Regions from separate parts of the Mus musculus genome. Here all the other regions are linked to region 3. A link is a contact called in public ChIA-PET and promoter capture Hi-C data. All regions are on one chromosome and are shown on one strand. The core of a region is the stretch at or near the end of the contact, and the rest is flanking DNA. Distances in the headings are between cores, read along the strand shown. Region 1 holds the start of Mrpl19 (mitochondrial ribosomal protein L19). Region 2 overlaps Gm20383 (predicted gene, 20383). Region 3 overlaps Eva1a (eva-1 homolog A (C. elegans)).

Evidence for each region. Promoter capture Hi-C pulls out the DNA fragments that hold promoters and counts their contacts. ChIA-PET counts read pairs in DNA pulled down with a chosen protein or histone mark.
Region 1: a promoter capture Hi-C map of liver shows a contact between it and region 3. The contact joins the promoter of Mrpl19 here to the enhancer-like site in region 3. A contact is called at or near these places in 2 of 39 promoter capture datasets (both in liver), 4 of 115 datasets of contacts at active chromatin or transcription factors (cardiomyocytes, embryonic stem cells and extraembryonic endoderm stem cells) and 2 of 9 other capture datasets (adipose tissue and liver).
Region 2: a contact with region 3 is called in an H3K27ac ChIA-PET map of liver, with 5 times the contacts expected there. The contact joins two enhancer-like sites. A contact is called at or near these places in 3 of 484 Hi-C or Micro-C datasets (liver and uterus), 10 of 115 datasets of contacts at active chromatin or transcription factors (astrocytes, cardiomyocytes, embryonic stem cells and 5 more) and 1 of 9 other capture datasets (embryonic stem cells).

What each region holds. Positions count from the first base shown.
Region 1 is chr6:81,964,402-81,967,284 of GRCm38.p6, reverse strand. It overlaps Mrpl19 (mitochondrial ribosomal protein L19), which reads left to right and starts at 1,336. Exons shown (of 5, transcript NM_026490.2): 1 at 1,336-1,578. The coding sequence starts at 1,358.
Region 2 is chr6:81,986,428-81,989,298 of GRCm38.p6, reverse strand. All of the region lies in intron 1 of Gm20383 (predicted gene, 20383), which reads right to left. Among named protein-coding and RNA genes, the nearest start is that of Gm20383, 3.5 kb to the right of the region's middle. Within about 2 kb of position 1,433, at least 73 of the 459 cell types and tissues checked have an H3K27ac peak or open chromatin away from gene starts, as enhancers often do. A contact at or near this core is called in hepatocytes and liver, where this site is marked.
Region 3 is chr6:82,084,179-82,086,878 of GRCm38.p6, reverse strand. The region is part of intron 2 of Eva1a (eva-1 homolog A (C. elegans)); the gene reads right to left. Among named protein-coding and RNA genes, the nearest start is that of Gm40381, 34 kb to the left of the region's middle. Within about 2 kb of position 1,373, at least 20 of the 459 cell types and tissues checked have an H3K27ac peak or open chromatin away from gene starts, as enhancers often do. A contact at or near this core is called in adipose tissue, hepatocytes and liver, where this site is marked.

The DNA.
Region 1 (2,883 bases), core at 87-2,586, 120 kb after region 3:
GGAGCTGATGCAGAGGCTATGAAGGAATGCTGCTTACTGGCTTGCTCCTCATAGCTTGCTCAGCCTGCTTTCTTATAGAATCTAGAAACACCAGTCCAGGGATGGCACCACCCACAATGGGCTGGACCCTCCCCCATCAATCACTAACTTAAAAAAATGTCCTACAGGCCACCTACAGACCTATCTTATGGAGACATTTTCTCAGTTGGGGGTACTCTCCTCTCTGATGACTCTAACTTTTGACAAAACAGCTAGCATTTATTATTCTGTTTGGAGCCTGTGAGAGCCAGGTAGTGCTGGTTAGTAAGACAGAAGTTAAGCAAAAGAAGATACTCATTGCTCCCCACGGAATTCATAACAACGAACTAAATACCAATAATCAAACAAGAGGCAAACGAAAATTTCCTAAAAGAAGCAACGTTCTACAAGACTGATTAACTAATTAAAACGTGAGTGACTTGAAGCATTGTGGTGCTGCAGATCCAGAGCCCAACTATCTTGGCCCATTAGTCCCTCAAATGGTAATTTATTCCCAACTTACTTGTGAACCAACGGCCTTGTTATTATTAAGGGACTACATTCAGCAACCGCCTCACTTCCATCAACCTGAAGGCTAAGAAGGCCATCAGCGCAACTGAGGCATACAGCAGAGACATCTCCATTTTGATATAGCATTCCTAAATGGGTGTACCTGCCAATGTGTTTAAGGAATGGCTTTCTTGCTCTGATACTATGGAATGCCATGGAATTGTTACATGTAATTGGAACATGGATTTGTGGTGACCTAAATCTTGTGTTCTGAGCCCCTCATTAATACTTGACTCTAGAATAAACTATCTCTTTTGCCCTTTAGGTGACAGTTGTGTTTTTCATGTAGGCACAAGCAAATAAAAGGTGGAACTGAGGAGGCTGGAGAGGGTGGCTCTGCAGTTAGGAACACGTAATTTTTCAGAGGACCCATGTTCAATTTCCAGCATCCACATAGGGTCCCTTGCCACTGCCTGTAACTCCAGCTCCAGGGGATCATATGTCCTTCATGGGCACCTGCAATCACACTCACACACACACACACACACACACACACACACACACACACACTCCACGCACTTCATAGTCACTCACTAAATGCAAATGAGATCACAGTACTTAGTGAAATGTACAAACTTGCTAACCCTGTAGAGAAGTGTAACTTTGCAAATTATGGAGAAGAGGAAAATTATATACATTTACAGGTATAACTCCCTCAAACAAGCGGCGGTACACCGGGAAGCAAGTTTAGTCCCATAGGAGCCACCGTCCGGCCACACCCCATCGCACTGACTTCTGGGAGTTGTAGTCCTTCATTGAGGGTGTAGACATGGCGGCCTCCATGGCAGAAAGTTGTAGGGCGTCCCTGTACCTGGCCCGGAGCGTCCGAATGGCCAGGCCACGGCTTGCTGCCTTCGCATCTGATGCCTGCCGTGTCTGCACGGGCCCAAGCCGATTTCAGAGCACCGGGCCTTCAGAGCCCGGTGGGTTCAAGCCACCGCCGAAACCTGTCATCGTGGACCGGCGCCGAGTCCCGGAAGACGAGAGAAGGTGAGGCGGCCGAGGCCGCGTGGGAGTGCGCACACTTTGATACCCGCTTTATAGCTGGGCTGCACGAAATCGGGTTCCGGGTCTGCCCCTCTCTAGATCACGAAAGACGCAGGCTTGGACTCCCTTCCCTCAGTTTGTCCTAAAATCCACCACGGTGAGCCTTGGCCAACAGATTCTATCCAGGAGGAAGGGTTTGGGGAGGTCAGATCGGCTCAGGCACGTGGATCCAGCACACTCTTTTTCGTCTTACCTACATAAATGCATCTTCAGAAGCTTAACAGTATGGACCCGCAGGGTGGTTCGGTTGTGAAAGTTGCAACCTGTACACCCAAATCCATGCCTAGAACCCATAGAGAAAAGAGAGACCGTACTCCAAAGTTTGCCTTCAAATCCCCACATGAATGTTATGCTGGGCGCTCCAACCACAATACACAATAATTTGTGGGTGTGTATCAGGCTGGCCTTGAACTCAAAAAAGATCTGCCTGCTTTTGCCTCCTAAATGTTAGGATCAAAGGTGGGAATCCCTATGCTCGGTGGAAGATTTCTTTTAAAGTCAGTTTGCAGCTGGTGATTTGTATATATTTTCTCCATATTTATAGCTCAGTGGGAGACTTGTGCTCATTTGCAGACTGAGAGAAATGCAGCGTATTAACTGTGACAAAATTGTAACAAATAGTAATTATGTCAGCGGTTCATCACCTTTACGCTCCAGTTGTGCTTTGTTTTTTTTTTTTTTAAGTAAGATGACAATAAAACATCTAACTGGTCTCAGGATTAATTTATGCTACTATGGGTCAGCTTGCCTGTGTGGTGACAAACACCAGAGACAGCCAGCCTAAAGGGAACAAATTCGTTTGGCTCAGGGTTTGGACAGTTGTAGTTAATTTTGCTTGGTCCTGGCCCTGTCACTTGGGCCCTGCAGTGACACAGTATAGCGTGGCAGGAAGCATTAGCTAGGTAAAAGCAAAGGGAGAAACAGAAAGGGGCCGGGGTCTGTGCCTTGCCTTCAAGGTTAGATGCCCAGTGACATGTTTCCTGTACCGGACTGAAACTCTTTAAGGCTTTCTAAGCCCCAGTAGCTGCCCAGGATGACAGCTAAACAAACCCTTAGCACAAATGCCTTCTTGGACAATAAGGTCCAGACCTTGAGGGCTACTTGATGTATGATAACCATTTAAACACAATGCCTGGTGCGTTCTCAGGAGTGAGCATTAACAATGGTTTTGGAAACCATGGTTTTAGAAATAACATTGCAATCCATATTGAAAGAATAAAATACATCTACATTATACCCATTGTTTTT
Region 2 (2,871 bases), core at 184-2,683, 98 kb after region 3:
TTACCCACTGAGCCACCTCCCCAGCTCCTTATCATTAAGCTTATTTATGATGGAGTGAGTTCCGCAGTGACATGTTCATAGACACACACCTCTGTCCTCTGCTCTCCGCAGCCCACCCCATCCCCTTTCCCCTGTCTCCAGTTCCTTCCCTGCCTAGGAGATCACCCACTGCAAGGTTCAGGAATAGCACAAGGGAGGACAGAGGAGGGGTGGGGTGTCTGCCCGCTGTGTGTTTCTGGGAACGAAAGCACTGTCTATGGGCTGGGGACAGAGCTTACCTCAAGTGCTCAGAGCCCTAAATGGAGTATAATGGTTCAAGCTGATAATCCCAGCACTGTGAAGGGGAAAGAAGGATATTCAAGGTCATTGTAACTGTATATCAAAGAATACATAAGGCCCCCTTTCAAAAATATAAACAATAAGAAGACTAGGGAAATGGTCCAGTAGATATGTGCTTGCTACATGGGCATGAGGACTGGTACCCCAAATCCAACATAAAAAAAACTGGTGCCTCCAGAAGGAGAGACAAGGAGAGAGTGGGTCCCCTGGGAAAGACTGGCTAACCAGCCTAGCCCAAATCTGTGAGCTCTGGGTCCAGTGACAAGCCTCAGTAAGTAAGTGGAGACCAGCGGAGAGGGTACCTGTCCTCAACCTCGGCCTCCAGAACCAGAAGTCGTTCCATGAGGCAGGGTCCCACAGGCAGAGGGGCTGGGGGTGAAGGCTGGGTATTTGTGAGCCTGTGAATAGGTTGTGGGTGTGTGTTCATGTACATATGTATAGCCATGTGCATGTGTGAGTGTGCAGACACATGCGTGTGTGACTTTGCCTGTGTGCATACATGCGCTTGCAACCCTGGCAGAGGCTCATGGAGCAAAGACAAGAGGAGGACAAACAGGAAACCCACCCACTGCCATGCCAAAGAAGCTATGGGGTTCCTGCTGGCTTTGTTCCATCCACTGAGTCCCCATGGGGACTCTGTGACCCAATGATGCTCCTGGCTGACTCTCGGGCAAAGCTATCCTTTGTCTAAACTTGACACCTCACAGAGAATCCTGTATTCCAGCAAGATCTAGCCCAACTACTTCTCTTCACCCCCCATTTCTAATGTGCACACCAACCTCAAGGAGAGTCATGTAATCAAGGGAACAGAAATTGCCTGAGCCTTAAGGTCCTGAGCCCCAACTCCGCTAACGAGCTGTGCGGCTCTTAACTGTTCGAGTAACCTTCTCCTTCCTTGTCTATAAAGTAGCTTTAATACTGTCTATCAAATAAAGCAGTCATTGGGATTAGAAAGAGCCTTCCCCAAATACCCTCAGCCACTGTTCAGATGGCAACTGACACTATCCTAAATTGGAGCTGTGTGCCACCTCTGCTGCCTTTGGTTACTGGCTCCTCCTCCATGGGGCGGGTTGTGGCCTGGTTCTTGGCATGACAGCCAGGACTTTCTGTGACTTCCATTTAGGCCACAAAAACACTGGGTTCTCTGCTTGGCATCTCCAGGGAGCTTACCCTCAGCTTCGCAATGCTTTATAACTAATTGTCATGCTCCAACAAGCCTTTGGAATCCAAAGTCACTTACTTTATGGGGGTCAGATGGCTACATCAGTTTCAGGTCTGCTTTCAAGGTCAAGGCTACAGACTGTTCTGGATGTTAGGCATACGAGTTGCAGTTCCCTCTTAAACTCTCACCAAGCCAGGGTGATTTACAGGAAGGGTGCACACGAAAGATTTAAAATTTGTAGTCCCCTTGTCTGGGGAGAAATGTGCGGTGATCTTAGGCCTTGTCAGCCAGGTCTGCAGTGGAGGGGGGTGGAGGAGGAAAGAGACTCCCTGGAAGTCCCTCCAGGGAGTCCCCAGAAACTTTCTCAAAAGTTCATGTGCTACCAAGGGAGGTGATACCAGGATCCTTTTTGTTCTGAGCTAGAAACAAAGACTCACTGGGCAGCACAGGGCTCCTGGGACCAGCTGGCACCTGGGTGATGGTTGTGACTCAACTGAACGACAACCTCGTGAGCTCAAGTGGGGTCACTCCTGGACAAGGTTTCTGCTCAGGGAACAGTGGCTGTGCTTGCTTGCCCGCAGGGACAAAAGCCGCTTTGTGAAAGGCCCCGGGACTGTGAGGAGGCGCCACCGTGCGGTGGCTTGAGGAAGAGCGCCTCTTTTGGCTCTCAGGAAGGGGTGACTCAAGAAGCAGAAGTGTGTGTGTGTGTGTGTGTGTGTGTGTGTGTGTGTGTGTGTGTGTGTGTGAAGGCTCTTTGCTACTGTAATTGACAAAAACAAAAGGCTGTGTCCTCCTTTGCATTTCCAGTGGGAAAAAAAAACAATCCTTACTCCATCCAGCTCCAACCAGTTGCTTCCCCTTAAAAAGCAATGATGTAAACACAATCCAATTAGAATAAAGTAGTGACAAGCTTGAAGGTGTTCTGCGGGTGGGTGAATGACCCGAGTATGGAATGGAACGTAGAGGTCAGAAGTGACACATAGGTGTCACGTGGTGGTCAGAGGGCACTTTCAGGAGTCAGTTCTCTCTTTCTGTCACATGGGTCCTGGCATCCAACTCTTCAGTTAATCCCTGAGCCATCTCACCAGGCCTCTTGCTTCTTGTTCTCATTTCTCACCTTGATAGCCCTGTTAGAAGATACTTTTCCTGCCTCGGTCAAAAAAGAGGAAGTCAGTTGGCAAATGCTCTTTGGAAATGTAGTTTGTAAAGGAGAGAAGCCATGGGGCTTAGAAGGCGAACATGAATCTTGCCAGCAGCACTCAGTGCTAGGGACCAGGGTGGGAGGATCAAATCACAACATCACACATGGGCACCCTACGCCTGAGCCATGCCAATTGTGATCGTCCAGTACGTTGAGGACTCCAGAGAGC
Region 3 (2,700 bases), core at 124-2,623:
AGAACTCTGAGTTCTAGTCAGTCAATTCTGTTGAGTCAGATGAGTTCAGTGCAGGGCAGCAGACACAGTAGAAGCCAGAGAAGAAGAAGGGGCCAAAAGGTTAAAACAAACTCCCAGAGTTAGGGGACAAGAACAATTCAGTGAGAAGCCAAGAGAAGCCACACTGAATCAGTCAGCTTGGAGAGGAACTTTAGCCAGAGTATGAGTTGAACCAGCCAGCAGAGTTCAGAAAGAGCTACAAAGGGTGAGTTTACTCAGCCATAAGCCGCTGAGAAGACAATTACATCAGGCGAATAAAAGTTACTTTTACAGAGTAGATTAACTTTAAAGACCTCTGGAGAATTCAGGTCACTAAAGCAGGCAACTGACTCTAACTCTGCTCATGTCTTGGGAGACTTACTCCCACTCACTATTATATATACTACTATATATGTAGAGAGAATCTCTTATAAACAACACCTGCCAAGAAAAAAAGCTTATGGTCAATGAGCTGAGGAAGAAAATAGGAGGTGGGACATTGGGCAGGGAGAGAGAGAATTCTGGGAAATAGTCAGAGGCAGGAGAGATTAGAGCTGTAACTCTGAGGAGATGGAGATAAACCAGAAGGTAGCTGGACTCAGGATAAAATGAAGGAGAGATTCACTCCAGGAACTCTGAGGAGACAGACATAAGAAGAGGAGAGGAAAGCAGCCATGTAACTGAATCCAGATTAGAATAAAGGGGATAATAAGTTAAGAGCAGGCCAGGGAACAAGCTTAAGTGTGTGACCTAGGTACTTATTGATAAATAATTCGTCTCAGATTTGTCATTCTGGGAGCAGAGGCTAGGAGGAAAAATGTTTTTGTTTTTTGTTTTTACACCCTACAAGGCCATGGTCTTAGGCCATGAGTTTTGACACACTCACATTGGCAATATGCTCCAACACTGAGCGGACACAGTGTGAGAACTTGGAGAAGTCCTTCACTTTCCAATCCCAACACACGTGGAATCACTTTGGACCCCCTTGTAGTCTTAATGTGAAATTATCCTCCAGGCTCATCTCAACAGTTAGGTCCCAGCTGGTGTTGCTCTTTGGAGGAGTTAGGAAACCTTTAAGAGGTGGAGTCCAGCTGAAGGAAGTGTGTCACAGGATGGGTGGGGCTGCAGATGGATAGCCCTGCCCCATATCCTGTGCTCTCTGTTCTCTGATCGTCCACGACGTGGCGAGTCAGCCACAGATTCTCACCACCATGAATTCTGTACCATGATAAACTTTATCCCCTAGAATCCGAGCCAAAACAAATCTTTCCTCTCTCACGTTGCTTCTTACCAGGCATTTGCTCACAGCAGAAGAAAAGAAACTAAGATAACCTTTTCCCAACACTGGACTCAAACAATGTTCACAGGCGTAGACAAAAATACATATTGCACAATCAGGCATATACACTCTCAGGGATGGGAGGGAGGGAAGAAGGAAGAGATAGAGGGAGGGATGAAAACAGGAAGGAAAGGGGAGAGTCAAAGAGGGAGGTTGATAGGTTATTGACAGGTGATAGAGAAATGACAGGTAATAAGTAGATAAGTTGGAAGAAAGATAGATGGGTGGTGAATAGGAGATAGAAGATAGACAAGAAAACAGGTGGATAGATAAGACACGCAGGCAGACAGACAGACAGACAGACAGAGCTCCCATTTACTGAATCTTTGCCAGGATCAGGAAAAACGTCTTTGTGTTCATCTTCTCCCTTTAAACTTTAGCACACGTTAGGACAGTGGGTAAGTACTAGTACCCATGATTAAACCATCAATGCTGGGGTGATCCACGTCCTCACGTGTGTGAGACAGAAAGTCATACTTGAGATGAAGGATAGGAAAACACTCATTCTGATTTGCATGCCCTGCCTTTACCGACTTGCTACACGGGCCTAACTTTTATAGTATTTGGTTTGTCTGTTTATGAGATAGGATTTTGCCATGTATCCCAGACTGGACTTAAAATCTTGCTCCTTCTGCATCCGGTTCCTGGGTGCTGAGATTATAGCCATAGGCCAACATGGGCTTCATTTTGGAAACTGCTATTCTCATTCTAGCCTAACTAGTTTTTCTCAGACATAAGAAAACACTTTCTTTTACGTGCAGCATCCCAGATCCAGACTCCAAGAGAAGTTCAGCAAAAGCAAGCAGACGAGCAAAGGACTCCCTGGGTAGCAAAAGGATGCTTCAAGGCAGGCTTCCCGACCTACCGTAATTTGAGTCATGCTAACTCACCTTTCTGCCAACATCACTGGAGTTCTAGACTGTTTGTTTTTACGCTCCTCTAACACTTCCTGCTTCAGGTCACTTCCCCCTTAGCCAATGACCCTCTCTGGGCTTGACCACAATCAGACATCTGTTAATTACCCAGGAAGCAGGGTGAAGAGGGCTTTTGTCATTGTTTTCCTTTAATAAATAAAAATAAATGTATTACTCTATCTTGCTTCCTGCAGGGTCATTGTTTCCATGGGCAGGAAGAGGCCCTTTGGGGAGGTCCTGAGGCTGATTTCATTTGCATGGTGGGAAGTCAGAGTGTGCCCAGAAACCTGTAGGAAGGCACAGCCACACCAGACCCGGTCTGATCAGCTGGTCTCCGAGCCAGTGAACCATGTTCTCTGCCTGAAGTTTCTTGCACTCCTTGAAGTATTCAATCTTTAAAGGTGAAGGAAATGTGCTTATGAAATGGGC